Linked DNA regions of Sus scrofa: all the other regions are linked to region 3. A link is a contact called in public HiChIP or PLAC-seq data. All regions are on one chromosome and are shown on one strand. Each heading gives the region's core, a stretch centred on a gene start, on an enhancer-like site or on the middle of the called end of the contact. The rest is flanking DNA. Distances are from core to core; before and after follow the strand shown. Region 1 holds the start of GOLGA3 (golgin subfamily A member 3). Region 2 holds the start of PGAM5 (serine/threonine-protein phosphatase PGAM5, mitochondrial). Region 3 holds the start of ANKLE2 (ankyrin repeat and LEM domain-containing protein 2).

Evidence for each region. HiChIP or PLAC-seq counts read pairs in DNA pulled down with a chosen protein or histone mark.
Region 1: a contact with region 3 is called in an H3K27ac HiChIP or PLAC-seq map of alveolar macrophages. The contact joins the promoter of GOLGA3 here to the promoter of ANKLE2 in region 3. A contact is called at or near these places in 2 of 5 promoter capture datasets (fetal liver and liver), 2 of 47 Hi-C or Micro-C datasets (embryonic fibroblasts and liver) and 1 of 2 datasets of contacts at active chromatin or transcription factors (alveolar macrophages).
Region 2: an H3K27ac HiChIP or PLAC-seq map of alveolar macrophages shows a contact between it and region 3. The contact joins the promoter of PGAM5 here to the promoter of ANKLE2 in region 3. A contact is called at or near these places in 2 of 5 promoter capture datasets (fetal liver and liver), 2 of 47 Hi-C or Micro-C datasets (heart right ventricle and liver) and 2 of 2 datasets of contacts at active chromatin or transcription factors (alveolar macrophages and skeletal muscle).

The regions. Positions count from the first base shown.
Region 1 is chr14:22,687,838-22,691,063 of Sscrofa11.1, reverse strand. GOLGA3 (golgin subfamily A member 3) reads right to left here and starts at 1,760. Exons shown (of 24, transcript XM_021073868.1): 1 at 1,651-1,760.
Region 2 is chr14:22,779,200-22,782,448 of Sscrofa11.1, reverse strand. It overlaps PGAM5 (serine/threonine-protein phosphatase PGAM5, mitochondrial), which reads left to right and starts at 1,545. Exons shown (of 6, transcript XM_021073941.1): 1 at 1,545-1,989. The coding sequence starts at 1,799.
Region 3 is chr14:22,744,015-22,747,262 of Sscrofa11.1, reverse strand. It overlaps ANKLE2 (ankyrin repeat and LEM domain-containing protein 2), which reads right to left and starts at 1,621. Exons shown (of 13, transcript XM_021073939.1): 1 at 1,381-1,621. The coding sequence starts at 1,567.

The sequences.
Region 1 (3,226 bases), core at 511-3,010, 56 kb after region 3:
AGGGTTTGATCCCTAGCCTGGGAAGTATAGCCAAAAAAAAATAAAAATAATTAAATAAATAAGTTACAAGAATGTAATGTACAGCACAGAGAATACAGCCAGTATTTATATCAAATTACTATGTTTTACATCTGAAACTAACATTGCAAGTTAAAAAAGCACACTGCTGCTTAAGGCAACTGGCTTAAAAAAAATAAAAAAGACTACTTCTGAATTTGAGTTATGTCATATGATTTTTATTTCCTTTTCTTACCATTCGAGGTGCACTGCAACTGAAAGCTATCACTCCAGTAATGTTTGCAATATTTAAGGGATAATTTAAAATGTTAAAAAAAAAACCATGAGTCCCCAGTAAATGGCTTACAATGTCCCAGTGGTTTTCAATCACACTGACAATAAAATCTAAGCCTCTTACCACGAACTAGGAAGCTGCATACCGTCTAGCCCCTTCCTACATTGCATCCTTGTCCCCTCTCACTTTCTTCCTTTTTCATTACACGCTTGCCATACTGTATCTAAAAAAACACCAATTTACTCCTCCCTCAGGGCTTCACACTTGGTCATCTTGCCTGAAACAGTCTTATCGCATGTTTGCATGGCTAGTTTCTTGTCATAGAGGCTTTGACTCAAAAGTCACCTCCCCCAAGACCTTCTTATAGATCTGGCCCAAGCACCACGCAATACTCTCTCAGAAATGGCTTCATTTACTGTCTGTATCCCTCCACTACAGCGCGAGCTCAGTGAGGCCCTGACACGACTCCAATCCTATCACCCAGGATCTACAGTGAACAGTGCCGGGCACGACCGACACTCAGCAAAGAGCTGTTGAATGAAGGTCGAGCTGTTCACCTGCATCATACTAGAGACGACGCCTGGTCCCACTCCCTCTGGAAATTATCACTACACTGATGAAAACACCGCTATGAAACACATTCTGGTGAAACACCCAGAAATGAGATGGACTCGAGGTGGAGAGAGAGCAGAGCACACACGGATTCTTTAAACCAGGCTTCACACTAACCACCGGACACCATGTCACGCCTGTCATCTTGACAGAACTTCTACACAAGGACAAGAGATGTTTCTCTGCAGCTCCAACAGCAGCCGTGGGAACCTCTGAACAAATTACTCCCCGGCGCGCGTGGACAGCACTACGGAAGAACGCGAATGTTGGGATATTTATGAGGCCGGTTCCGCTAACAGCTGCACAGTGCAGCTTCTAGGCCCAGAGGCTACCAACGGTGAGGAGCCGGACTAGCGCGGGGCGTTGCCGCTCCAGGTGGAGCCTTGGCCGGCCCTTCGCGTGCGCCCAAAGCCCAGCCGCCCTTCGCCTGTCCCTGGCCCCGACCCAACCGCTGTCCTCCTGTTCCCCACGCCTTCCCCAGCCCAAGCCTCTGCCCAGGCACCGCCCCACGACCCTCACCCCTGCGCTGCGGAAGCCGCGGCGAACGCCCGGCCCGGCTGCTCTGGCTGAGACGTGGCTGCGCGGGGGGCGGAGCACGGCGCGGCGACGGAAAATGACCCCCCGGAAGCCTGCGTGCGCTGTCTCCGTTCCGGAAGAGAGAAAGCCCTCTTCTGTTAGCCAGCAGCTGCCCTCGGGCCCCGAATGCTCCGGCCGCAGGGCTGGAATCCAGCCTAGTCGAAACTCGCCTGAGACGGACTTCAGGAAGCGAATTTGGAGCACCTTCCCTTGTTAAAAAGTAGCTTCGGGACTGGCCGGACCAACTCCGACAGGAAGCCGGACAATTGAGCTTCCGGCGGAAGTGGCGTGGCCAGGCTCTGGTCCCCGCCCCGCCCTAGCTGTCAGGGTGTCGGCGTAGCCATTCCACCCCGCCCCTACCTCGTTGGGGGTTGGCTAGTAAGCACGCGGGGGTGGGGTCTGTGAGGTGCAGAGTTGTGGCTCTGGCACCTGTTCGTCGCCCCTGAGCACCAACCTTCCACCGCGCCAGTCCTCACTTATCTTTCAGGTACCAGTGCAAAAGTGACTCCTGCTTTGGGGCGGTAGCAGTGTTTTATCTTTAAAAAAAACATTGTTGGCATAGGCATGAGGTTTAGGTGAAGGGCTTTTAGGGTTTAGGTAAAGAACACAAAGGAGTTCTCTTGTGGCACGGTGGGTTAAGGATCTGGCGTTGTCACTGCAGCGGCTTGGGTCCCTGCTATGGCACGGGTTCCTTCCCTGGCCCAGAAACTTCCACGTGCTGTGGGCAAAGCCAAAAAAAAAAAAAAATCAGTTGGCTGTTTGTTGAATGTTTCTGGGTTCTCTGCCCTGGTCCATTGATCTCCATGCCTTCTTGTAACACCACAGTCTTCACCAAAATAGCTTTACAGCAAGCCACAATATGGGGTGGAAGATTCCTCCCACTTTATTCTTTTTTTCATTTTGGCAGACCCTCAGCATAAGAAGTTCCGCAGCCAGAGATCAGATCCAAGCCAAAGTTACCACCTATGCCACACCTGTGGCAACCCACAGCTTAACCAACCATGCCAGGCCAGGGATTGAACCTATGTCCCAGAGTAGCAGAGACACTGCCAATCCCATTGTGCCACAGCAGGAACTCCTTATTTTTATTATTATTATTTATTATTAAGGTATTATGTGTATACAATATAATTAGCCCATTTTATGTGTTCAGTTCAATGATTTTTAAAGTAAGTTCAGTTACACTTACTAAATTTTAGTAAATAACACTGAGCTTAATCCATTTAGTTGAAGCTGGATCTATTGCAGTTTGTTGTAGAACACTTTGATAGCTCCAAGGATCCCTCTTGTCCATATACACTCTGTTCCCCTCCACCAGCCCCTGACAACCACTAATCTGTTTTCTTTCTCTATTGATTGGCCTATTCTGTACATTTCATATAAATAAAATCTCACACCATGTGGCCTTTTGTGACTGCCTTCTCTTTTACTTAGCATAGTATTTTGAGGTTCATCTGTGTGTTACCATGTTTCAGAACTTAGCTCCTTTCACAGCTGCATAATACTTATTTAGATATACCCTGTTTTGTTATCCACTAGCCAACCCACCTTTCTTCTTTCCTTCCTACCTTCCTTCCCTCCCTCCCTCCTTCCAATTCACTGTGGCCCATGTATGCCAAGTACTATTTTTTTTTTTTACAAGTAGTTCTTTTTGGGTTTTTTTTTTTTGGTTTTTTTGTTTGTTTGTTTGTTTGTTTGTTTGTTTGTTTTTGTCTTTTTGCCATTTCTTGGGCTGCTCCCGTGGCA
Region 2 (3,249 bases), core at 296-2,795, 35 kb before region 3:
TTCTCCAAAACCCAGAATGATTTTGTTGTTGTCATTGTCTTTTTAGGGCCACACCTGTGGCATATAGAAGTTCCCAGGCTAAGGGTCCAATCAAAGCTGTCACTGCCAGCCTACACCACAGCCACATGGGATCCAAGCCTCATCTGTGACCAACATCACAGCTCGCGGCAATGCCAGATCCTTAACCCACTGAGCGAGGCCAGGAATCAACCTGAGTCCTCATGGATACTAGTCAGGCTTGTTACTGCTGTGCCACAATGGGAACTCTTACACAGAGAGATTTTTTGTTTCTTTTTAGGGCCGCACCTGTGGCATATGGAAGTTCCCAGGCTCGGGGTTGAATCAGAGCTGTAGCCGCCAGCGTACACCACAGTCACAGCCACACCAGATCCAAGCCGAGACTGTGACCTACACCACAACTCACGGAAACTCCAGATCCTTAACCCACTGAACAAGGCTAGGGATCGAACCCGCAACCTCATGGTTGCTAGTTGGATTCGTTAACCACTACGCCGTGACAGGAACTCCATCAACGCCGGATCCTTAATCCACTGAGCAAGGCCTGGGATGGAAACAGCATCCTCATAGATACTAATTGGGTTTGTAACCCACTGAACCACAACAGTACTCCTGACTCTACTTCTCTGAAGATTCCTGGAGCAAAGTCATAAAATGTAGGGTAGTGGGTGCTAAGGGCTGGCAGAGGAGAGTGGGGAGTTAAGTGTTTGAGAAGATGAAAAAGTTCTGGAGATGGCACGACAAAGACAAAGTGCTTAATGCCACTGAGCTGTGTCCCTAAAAATGGTTAAGATGGAGTTCCCATCCTGGCTTAGCGGTTAAGGAATCCTACTAAGATCCATGAGGATGTGGGTTAGATCTCTGGCCTCCATGGGGTTCAGGATCTGGCAATGCGGTGAGCTGTGGTGTAGGACAGGGATCAGATCCCGTGTCGCTGTGGCTGTGGCGTAGACCAGCAGCTACAGCTCCGGTTGGACCTCTAGCCTGGGAACTTCCATATGCCACAGGTGCGGCCCTAAAAAGTTAAAAAAAAAAAAAAAAGGTTAAGATGCTAAGTTTTATGTTACGTGTTATTTTACTACTTAAAAACAAAGCAACCGGGAGTTCCTGTCGTGGCTGAGCAGTTAACGAACAGGACTAGAATCCATGAGGACGAGGGTTTGATCCCTAGCCTCGCTCAGGGGGTTAAGGATCCCGCCTTGCCACAAGCTGTGGTGTAGATTGCAGACGCGGCTTGGATCTTGCGTTGCTGTGGCTGTGGTGTAACGCGGGTGGCTACAGCTCCGATTTTACCCCAAGTCTGGGAAACTCCGTATGCCCTAGAAAAACAAACCCCCCCAAACCCAAAGCAACCTGTAGGAGATCCCCAGTTCACTTACACTAGAACCCCAATTATCTGTAGGGCACGGGTTCCCTCCGGGCTCTTTGCAGAGCTGACCCCTCGCCCAGACCCCACGGCGCGCCAGCTCCAGTCGGTACCACCCCCGAAGGCGGCTCCACTGGAACGCCGCGTGAACACCCGCCACCCTCGCCACCCGAAGTCGGGAACGGCAGGCACCCGGGGCCTGCAGCACCAGACCGAGAGGAGCATTAGAGGATCACCGCCCACCGCGGGGGCTGCACCTTGGATGCCGGAAGTCGTCCCCTGCCCGGTTGGGCGTTCCCGGCGACCCCCGCGCAACCCTCCGGCGGGAAGCGCACGCCTGACGAAGCGTGTCCCTCACGGGGTGCCGTCCGCGCCCGTGAGCGCCTGCGCGGGGTTGGCGCGAGTCTGGCCGGCATGGCGTTCCGGCAGGCGCTGCAGCTGGCGGCCTGCGGCCTGGCTGGGGGCTCGGCTGCGGTCCTTTTCTCCGCAGTGGCGGTGGGGAAGCCCCGCGCGGGCGGGGACGCGGAGCCGCGCGTGGTCGAGCCGCCGGCGTGGGCGGGGGCCGCGCGCCCCGGGCCCGGCGTCTGGGACCCCAACTGGGACAGGTGCGGGGTCCGCGGGTGGAGTCCTGGCAGCCCCAGACGGCCGCCGGCGGGAGCCCTCCTGGGCCCTGGCGGCTACATTCGGCCGATGGGGTCGGTAGAGGGGCAGGCAGGGCGGGCGAGGCCGGCTTGCGTGCGGGTTTCTCTTTCGGTTCTGGCTGCAAGGCTGCCTGTGGATGTGGGCCGCCCCCGACTTTTTCTGAGCCCCAGTTTCCTCGTGCGTCCCGCCCGGCCCCACTTCTGAGCCTCAGCACGCTCGTCTACCGGAGGGTCGTTCTGAGGAACTAGCACAGTGATGCCGGGGACAGTGCCCAGTACACAGGGAAGCCCGAAGTGGCTATTTGCCGTCCTAGACCGAGGGCTTGGGCTTCCTTAGGGCTCTCTTCCTTATTTCCTCTCTCTCAACTTGGGAATCCTCAGATTAGATAATGATTCCCTGTTTTCAGTCCAGCTGAGAAGGAGGTGGATGTGGGTCCTTAAAAGGAAGGGAATCTGCTGGGAAGATATAGAAGGATAAGGACTAGCAGCCATCTTGAATAGGAACCTGAGCTTCCCGGGGTCTCGGGCCCCTGCCTGGCCGCTCGCTGTCACCTGTTCTTATTGAGCACTTGAAATGTGGCACCTGTGACCAGGAAACAATATTTAGGTTTACTCAGTGTTAATTAGAATTAAAAAACAAAGCAGTGCAGATTTTAAAGTACTGGGTTGAAACGATAGTATTTTGATACATTGGAGTAAATAAAGTGAGTTATTGAAATTTCCCGTTTCTTCCTACTTTGTAAATGGGGATACTTGGGAATTTAAAATTATATACGTTGCCAGTGTTCTTTTTCTATTGGACAGCGCTGCTCTGGAGTCTGGGAGTGGCTGTTGTGGGTTGGTTTACATAGTCCTAGTTCTTTACTACTTGACAGTTGACTCTGAGTGTGGGGTGCAGAACTAATATTTATTGTTAGTCATATCAGGAACTTCGTAGGTATTTTTTTTTTAATTTTTAAGAAAAACCTATTTTAGTTTTACATTTGGAGAAAACTTGGAAAGGTAATAGAGTTCCTGTATACTCCACACCCAATATAGAATATTTGTCACAACCAGAGATCCAGTTACATGTTATCATTAACTGATGTCCATACTTTCTTGAGATTCCTCAGTTTTTACATATCGTCCATTATCTCTTCCAGGATCCCACCTGACAGGCAGCCCTGGCTCCTTTTGGTTTTGACAGTTTCTCAGACTTCCCTTATTTTGGTGACCTGGACAATT
Region 3 (3,248 bases), core at 372-2,871:
TTTGATCCCTGGCCTTGCTCAGTGGGTTAAGAATCCTGCGTTGCCGTGAGCTGTGGCGTAGATTGCAGACAAGGCTCAGATCTGGCATTGCTGTGGCTCTGGCGTAGGCTGGCAGCAACACCTCTGATTAGACCCCTAGCCTGGTAACCCCCATGTGCCACAAATGTGGCCCTAAAAAGACAAAAAAAAAAAAAAAAATCTAAAATGATCTTAGGAGTTCCCTTGTGGTACAGTGGGTTAAGGATCTGGGGTTGTCACTGCAGCATCTTGAGTCATTGCTGTTGTGAGTGAACTTGTACATGGCCTGGGCATGACCAAAAAAAGATTTTAAAATGAAAGCTACATTTTAAAAATAGGCGTTCCCATCATGGCTCAGCGGAAATGAATCTGACTAGTATCCGTGAGGAGGCAGGTTCAATCCCTGGCCTTAATCAGTGGGTTAAGGATCCAGAGTTGCTGTGAACTGTTGTGTAGGTCACAGATGCGGCTTGGATCCTTCGTCCCTGTGGCTGTGTTGTAGGCTGGCAGCTGCAGCTCCAATCTGACCCCCAGCCTGGGAACCTCCATATGCCGCACCTTCAGCCCTCAAAAGACATTAAAAAAAAAAAAAAAAAAAAAAAAACCGCGAAAAAGACTCCAAACTATAATCTCTTAGCCCCAGACCCTACTGGCCTCATGCATCCTTTAGCATTAGTGTCTGCATAATTTCTTGTCTCAGGTGTCCTGCACTGGATTTTTTGGCACAGTGTTGACAGCCAGCATGCTGGCCAAATCAGCATGCTATCACTAAAGGTGCCACCTAAAACTTTCCTAAGGGGATGAGAGAAGGTAAAACAACCAGAAACTCAACAGGATGGAGGGCAAGCTGGACTCCATGTCAAAAGGCCTACACCCCCACCTGGCTTCTGCCTCGGACCTGTGTTATCTCTGCCGCAGCAAATATTCCTGGGGCCTGTTTTCTCAGCTGTTAAGAAATAAGTCACGCGTAAGGACAACTTTAGTCAGGAAATTTCAAGATGAGATCATCAATTGTGCTATGTGCTAATAAAATTTTCATCTTCCCATCAAAGTATTAGAGGAACTCTAGCTTATCCTCCAGAAAGAAACCAGGCCTGCGGGCAAGGGGTCCCGGATGCCCTCAATTGAGGTTCACTCGGCCTACTCAAATTAAGGCCTCAAACTAACTGAAGTGCTTGCAGACGCGGCACCCGAGCTTCCAGTCTCACGGCTTTTCCCCATCTGTAAGTCAAGGACTCCGTAGTTTTACTCCAAGTCTCTTCCCAGAACACCGACTCCTGCCGGGGTAGGATCCAGGCCCCGAGAGAGGAGACCAGGGAGGGGAAGGGATATGAATCCCGGGAGACAGAGGACCGGCCTTACCTGGATCTGGGAATGGGGCCGCGGACGCGCAGGGCAGCGGGTCGGGAGGTCCACTCCGGCCCAGGACCCGCGGCCGCCGGTCCAGCCGCCGCACCAGCCAGCGCACGGCGATCAGCAGCACTGAGGCACCCAGCAGCTCCCAGGCCAGCGCCGCCCACTCGGCTGCCGCCAGCCGGGGCCACAGCATTGCCACCGCTCGCCCGGTTGTCGCCGCCGCCGCCGCCGCCACCGCCGAGGGCCGCCCGAGGACCCCGCGTGCCGGGCTGTCCGCACCACCGCCTGACGGCGCCGCGCCCGACAGCGGCTGGCGCGGGGCCGAGTCTGCACGAGCGAAACAAGGCGCTCGTCCCCGCGCCCAGCAGCCAGACGAGGGAGTGCGTTCGCGGCTCCAGTCCCTACAGGCGCGGGGCGGGTAACTGAGCGGTCAGGCAGTGGCGCTGGCAGCCCGGCACGCGGGGTCCTGACGCAGGCGGGCGGTACCTGGGCGGGTCAAGGCGGGCCCAGGCCTGGGGCGGGCAGCTCGGGGTGGGTCCCAAAGCGTGTCCAAACTCGGGGTGGGCAGCCCGGTGGAGGCGTAGTTAGCGGGTGAGTCCGTGCGGAGGTTTAGGCCGGGCCCAGGTTTTGGTCGCGGCGGGAATCACAGATGAACCCACAGGGTTTCCCTGGAAAGACCAGGTCTGCGTTGCGCAGTGTGGACGTGCCTGCTTCGTCGGGTCAAAGCGACTATGATTCTACAGGCAAGCTTTGGATATTTTATTCTTAACTTTACAACAGCTAAATTACTGACAGCTTACGATTTTAGAGAACAAGTTTCTCCCACGTGAAGCAAGCCGACTGAACTGATACCTGTTAACTCTGCAGCGGACTCTTGTCTGTGTCCGGCTTCTCTGGCCGGTTAGATAACTCTCTTCGTACCCCAGCCCTGCTGGCACCTAAGTCTCCCAAGAAACGGAGGGGGTCTCGTAAGGCTTCAGGCTGTGCGACCCCATTTAACTCTCAGGGACAGATTGGGGAGTCGTCGCCGCGGGCCGGGGCGCAGCAGACTATAAAGAGACACAGGGAATTTTAGGGACCGGTGGAAACATTCATTCTGTCCTGATGGGTGGACACAACTACCTAAGCTTGTCAGAACTCTCAGACATGTACGATAAAACAATGAATTTTACTCTATAATCCATGCATTAATTTTTTATTTTAATTTTTGCCATTTCTAGGGCCGCTCCTGAGGCATATGGAGGTTCCCAGGCTAGGGGTCTAATCGGAGCTGTAGCCGCCGGCCTACACCACAGCTACAGCAACGCGGGATCCGAGCTCACGGCAACACCGGATCCTTAACCCACTGAGCGAGGCCAGGAATCAAACCTGCAACTTCATGGTTCCTAGTCGGATTCGTTAACCACTGAGCCACGATGGGAACTTTAGGTTTTTTTCTATTTAAAAAATTAATGCCTGTGGAGCTCCGATTAGATCCCTAGCCTGGGAACCTCCATATGCCGTGGGAGCGGCCCAAGACATAGCAAAAAGACAAAAAATAAAAAAAAAAAAATTGGACAGTACTAATAGTCACTTGAGCAGAACAGAAAAGTCAGTGAATTTGAGGATGGGTGAATTGCAAATTAAACCAACAATGATACTACTTTACACCCACCGGAATGATTAAAACTAAAAGACCAACAGTATCAAATCTTGGTGAGGATGTGGGGCAGTTTTGGAATTCTCATAAACTGTGGTAGGACTGTAAAATGAGCTAACCACTTTGAGAACTGTGAGGCATTTTCTTGCAGAGTTAAATATGAACCTCCCTGTGTCTCAATAGTGCAGCCCTAGGTGTGAATATGGAAGTTCATATATATTCATGGCAGCTTTAT